Linked DNA regions of Pan troglodytes: region 2 is linked to region 1. Evidence: chromatin contacts called from public Hi-C data. All regions are on one chromosome and are shown on one strand. Each heading gives the region's core, a stretch centred on a gene start, on an enhancer-like site or on the middle of the called end of the contact. The rest is flanking DNA. Distances are from core to core; before and after follow the strand shown. Region 1 overlaps LOC112209211. Region 2 overlaps LOC107974628 (a long non-coding RNA gene).

Region 1 (2,700 bases), core at 71-2,570:
TGGCCAGCCGTGAGCTGACGCACCGGCTCCCCTGGGACGCTGGTGGCGTCGCACCGCAGCTGGGTGGGGAGCAATTTATTCCTCGCCGTCCCATCCCAGCCCATCTTTGGTTACTCCACCCTACCCCTCCCATCCCTCCTCCTCCTCCTCCTCTTCCTCCTCCTCCTCTAACAACGCCCGCACTACCTTCTGATTCTCCACCTCCTCTTCATCCTCCATCCCCCTTTTACTTCTCTCTCTCCGTCTCTCCTCCCTCCCGCCTCCTTTCTCCCTCTCCCCCTCCCTCTCTCCTCTGAATAAGCAAGCTTTTGCCTCTAAAAGTCACAAGTAATCCTCGTGTGTGACAGAGAGAGAGAGAGAGAGAGAGAGAGAGAGAGAGAGAGAGAGAGAAACGAGCTGGCGGAGAGGAGCAGAAGGCAGGAGGGGAAATCTGGCACAACGGCTGGGAGAGGAAACTTGATGCTTCTGGGCCACCATTTGCCAGGGCCTCGCTCGAGGTAAGTACACTGGGGTCCCGCGGAGTCCGTACCTGTCAGGGTCCAGCCCCCGCCCATAGCCGAGAGATGGGCACCCTTACCTGGGCTATTCAAATAATGATCAAAATGGAACGGGGATGGGATGCGGGTGAGGGAGTGCTCCAGCCGGAGGGCCCGGGGCCCAGAGAATGATGTGCGCCTGGAAGCTTGAACCCCGGGCTCTTGCCCCTGGGCACCTTGTGCCTCCAGCCAAGGTTCCGAGCGACGGCGTGGGGCTCCAGCTATCCGATTTCCCTTCCTAAGTCGCGCGTTCGACAGCTCCCTCCTTTACACACCCGCGTGCAAATGAGCCGCTGCTCTGTCATGAAGTGAGAATGTGAGCCTCTTTCAAACCCTAGAAAAGGAAAGTTTGGTAAGGCGGGGGCTGCGCAGATCTGCTGTTCTCTGGAACCTAAACTGGGCACCCTAGACTTGCGCAGAAAATTAATAGTTTTCCATTTTTCTTTAAAAAAATTACCTTCAACGAAAAATTGTTTGTATTCAAAAAAATTATTGGATTACCATGTCTGATCAGCTGCTGATGACCTACCAATAAGCGTTTTAAACACACATGCACATTCACGCGTGCGCGCGCGCGCGTACACACACACACGCGCGCATACACACACACACACACACACACCCCAGGGGCTATGTGCAGTGAGGAAGGCCGTCATAAGTAACTAAGAATTCAGAGGGAGTCGCAAGGGCTTTTAAGTGTGTAAAGGCTGTGTACGTGTCCTCCTTGTTACAGAGAGCAGAGGGAGGGGGCAGACGGAATGAGCGTCGGCTCGGCGTTTTCGCTGTGCCTGTGTGTTTCGCGTGTTGTCAGCTGGCTCTGGTTTCTAAGGGCTGAGCGCTGCCAGGGGCGGGGGCCAGCATCCACCATCCACCTCGGCACCCTAGTGGTGAAACAGGACTCATTTGTTTGGTGCAGAGCGGTGACGACCTAGAAGAGACTGGAGTGTGGTTAGGTCGGCCCCCTGCCATCCATTACACCTGCGGCAGATGGCTCAAGTGGTAGAATGGTTTTGTTTGCCGAGATCAAGAAAGGAGGAGGGGAAAGCTAGAGCCTCGCCCCACTCAAAAGAAGTACCATAAAGAGCCAAAGAAATAAAGAAGCCATATTCGTACCATCAAAAGCAAGAATGTTGCTGCCTTCCAGGAGTTAACCTGGACACGTTAGTGACTGGCACCTGGCCCGAATTGATAACGACTGAATTTTAGAACCAACATTTTTCAAATGTATTTTTGATGAAATGCCTACTTCTCCCTACACACACACACACAACACACACACACCTATCTCCAGCTAGATGCACACAGGTGTCCTTGGAGCTCTACTCCCTGAAGCCAAATGTCAGTAAGATCCTGCGGATTTCCAGATGAAGAAAGCCTCTTGTCTCCCCCCACTTTTTTCAGTCGGCCTGCTAGCTTCCACACACAAGCCCCTCTCGCAAGACAACCACCTGGCTGGAATTTAGCCAGGTGTCAAATGTATCCATCTCATTTTCACATGCAATAATGTGCCTTTCTGATCAATCTTCACATCCTTGCATCCATTCCTTCCCCCCTGCTACTCAAGAAGCAAGAAAGGAGCACACACATCCTCCCAGGCAGTCCAGAGGAAAGGCAGGCGTGACAAAGAACACAGACACAGTCTAATGACAATTTAGCCTGTCTTCTATTCCTTAACTTTCTTGTTAAATAAGAGGAATGAAAAGAAAAATATATTGAGGGAGACCTAAACAGAAAGCCTTGTAAGCCTTGTCTCCTCCCTTACTTCACCCAGTCATCACGATAACACCCATACACAAATTGCCTTTATGAATATGCTTATTCACATTTAATGTGAAATAAAAAATTATTTTGCTGGCCTAATTTTCTGTACTGAACAGTAAACATTCCTTCTACTAGAGTTTAATACACTAATGCTTTGGGGATGACTAGTATGAAGAGAAATTCCACAATTTTTGAAACAGAAATTCTATTTTTCTATCTTCTTTAATGTCAAATCAACATTTTTTAGTTAGTAAAACCAAAGAATATCAAACAATGAGAGTCCTTTCTAGCTAAGATTTTGGAGTCACAAATAAAGCTACATCCTAAAAAGCCAAAAGGAAAGGAAAAAAAAAAATCAACCCCTGCATTTATCAAGGTGCTTTCAATACCCAAAGACACCTCT
Region 2 (2,700 bases), core at 185-2,684, 790 kb after region 1:
CAGGTCTTGTTATATCCACTTACAGATAAGGAAAATCAGACTTAGAGATTAAGAACCATCTAGGTAAGTATATGGCAGAGCTGGGACCAGAACTCAAGTATCTTAACTCTTGGTCTGTAAGCAAAGAGCTCTTTGCATGGCCAAGGTGTTTAATAACTATTTAGGATTTTTCCGTCTTCAGGCTGCATTTATTTTTCCTCTTTAGTACTATCTTTGATCCTGGAGACTAAGGTACGTGTACAATTTGTCCGGATTTTCCCTATTTTCAAATGAGGTACTGTGACACAATGTGATTTTTTTCCCCTAGGGCCTTGAATCTCCTTCAGTATATTTAGAAGCAAAATGATTCACAGATTTAAAACACAGACAGGAAGTCAGTAACTCAAAGAACTAAATGTGTCTCTGGTTTAGATTTGCTGAGTGACCTTAGACAAAACACTTCACCTTTCTTTCTCAATTAATTTGTGAAATGGAGTTAAACCATTTTCTCATACCAGTAAAACAACAGTTAATAACTCATTGAACACTTAGAAATTTACACATGCCACGTACATAAACATGTTTCTGATGTTATTTTGAGTAGGTAAGTGTTTCCTATGTGAAATCATTAAAAAACTTCACAAGATTGAATGTGTAATTCATTTTCTGATTAGACTGTTTATTTTAAAAATCAATTTTTTTCTGCATTTTTGGTTGATTATTTTTCCCACTAAATTTACTGTCTCATCAAAGCAGCATTTGTTCATTTGTAGAATCATTTAGCATGTATTGGACTATGGGGACCTGAGATGGAACTTTTCCCATTTAAGAAAATAGCCACTCTGTGTTTAGGTTCCTGTAGGGGACACTTTAGGAGAGTGATGTTGTTATATCATGCCTACAAATACCTCATCTGGGTCTGTAGTCTCTGATATATCTGCTCATTCAAGATAGTGGCACTTAGCAATTCAACCAGATGTAAGTTGGCTAATAAACAAAGCCAGTATTCTCTAGGGGCTTGAACAACACTTCCTGTGTTTGACTCTGGTTGCCCTGAAGTTGTTTTAAGTCCAGCACTGCTGGTGACGTTTCCCCTTGTGCACTGAAACAGCTCATGCCATGTCAAAGGGCGTTGACCTTTTCACTCTTAGAACAAAAAGACTGGAAACAAATTATGCTCTGAGAATTGGTCAAAGGATAACAACAACAACAAAAAAGTGCCTGACCCCCAAAACAAGTGATGAACACAAATTCTAAGCTTTAGAGTATTATCATTAAGAGTATTGTCTCTTTAACCAACTTTTCTTTAAAGTGTAATATGAGCATTTGCTTCAATTTACTCTGAAACCACCCACCCCCAACCCCCCTTGGCTCCTTTTGCAGAACACAATGAACCAACTACTGTTGTCCCTACTCCCCCTATCCAGCTGAATCTATTACAGTTTACGAGCTGTCCACCATGGAGCTGAGTCTTCCAAACAGAATGACTCATCTGCAAGTTTTGCTCGTGGCTTCTGAGAGTATATTTAGTGTGAAGAACTGGAGGATGCAGCATATCCAAACACATGCTAGGCTACAGAATTTGAGTGGGAAAAAGAGGACAGGGCTAAAATAGAACTGTAATAAGCCAAAGAATTAGAGGCCTGGCTTAGCTTTTTCTGCTATGTAGCTTCAGCAACACCTACAGTTCCCCGCCAAGAATGGCACACCATATTAATGTAACGAAAATGAGGCTTCCCTGGTGGTTTCTTTTGGAAGGAAGAAAAACATACTTATGTAAAAAATAATCAAAAATAAAAATAAACCAGTGCTTCACTATTGTTCCAAGTTAATGGGAAAATAATTTATCCTTATATTAGTGAAATTAGGCAACACTTGCCCAGGAGCTACTTGTGCAGATAACTGGTGAGCTGAACAAACTTCTTTGGAAATTGTTTAGGTTGGTTCTTCATTATTAAACTCAAGCTGAATTTGACATAATTACAGGAACCACTCTCCTCTTCTTTCTCTCAGTCGTACTCTTGAACAAAAAGTTTTTGTGTTAATCGATTTGCCTTTTGATTTTATTGTTTAAATGTTCCATCAAAGACAATTATGGAAACCTAGGTATGATCTCACGTTTATATTGCTCAACAGTTCATCAGTGTTCTGACACTGAGTCAGCATTTGAAAGCAGTGATCACAAAAGCTAACAATCAGGGGTTCATGTCCCAGCACACGCCACGGAGCGACCAAAGTAGCTTTCTTTGGCTTGAACTAACACTCCCCTCACAGACTTCAACCCAACTCTCCTCTTTTTTCCTTCCTTTATGGCTCTGTGCTTACTTGTCTTTCTTCCTTTCTGTAGCTGTCGCTGTATTTCTCCTATTTACTTGTCTTTTTTCCCTTTTTTCTTCTATCTTTTCATTTTGTTGCTTCTCTCTTCTGTTCCTCCCTTCATCTGTTTTTCTTAACTGACTATGACAGTGAACTAAATATTATATTTAAATAACTGTTGTAAATCTCTGCAGAAAGGTTCAATTTTTTTCTCTTTAATAATCTATTATCAATAGTCAAAGTTTTGTATTTCTCTCATAAAAAATACATCATTTTTTTAATGAAGCCTTGATTTCTTTTTTGTTTCCCAGTAGCTCTTGATAGAAAAAGCAAAAAATTTCCTTAATCCTAAATCCAAAATGGATTTTCAGAGTAGAGCAGTTCAAGTTGCCCCCTCTCCCCCAC

What was found. Hi-C and Micro-C count contacts between places; a contact is called where the count stands out from the background.
Region 2: a Hi-C map of stem cell-derived neural progenitor cells shows a contact between it and region 1, with 2.8 times the contacts expected there. The contact joins two enhancer-like sites. A contact is called at or near these places in 3 of 7 Hi-C or Micro-C datasets (induced pluripotent stem cells and stem cell-derived neural progenitor cells) and 1 of 1 datasets of contacts at active chromatin or transcription factors (stem cell-derived excitatory neurons).

Annotation. Positions count from the first base shown.
Region 1 is chr4:27,464,316-27,467,015 of NHGRI_mPanTro3-v2.0_pri, forward strand. It overlaps LOC112209211, which reads left to right. Exons shown (of 5, transcript XR_008547911.2): 2 at 1-497. Among named protein-coding and RNA genes, the nearest start is that of MIR9-2, 17 kb to the right of the region's middle. Within about 2 kb of position 1,321, at least 10 of the 24 cell types and tissues checked have an H3K27ac peak or open chromatin away from gene starts, as enhancers often do. A contact at or near this core is called in stem cell-derived neural progenitor cells, where this site is marked.
Region 2 is chr4:28,251,082-28,253,781 of NHGRI_mPanTro3-v2.0_pri, forward strand. All of the region lies in intron 2 of LOC107974628 (a long non-coding RNA gene), which reads left to right. Among named protein-coding and RNA genes, the nearest start is that of TMEM161B, 370 kb to the left of the region's middle. Within about 2 kb of position 1,435, at least 12 of the 24 cell types and tissues checked have an H3K27ac peak or open chromatin away from gene starts, as enhancers often do. A contact at or near this core is called in stem cell-derived neural progenitor cells, where this site is marked.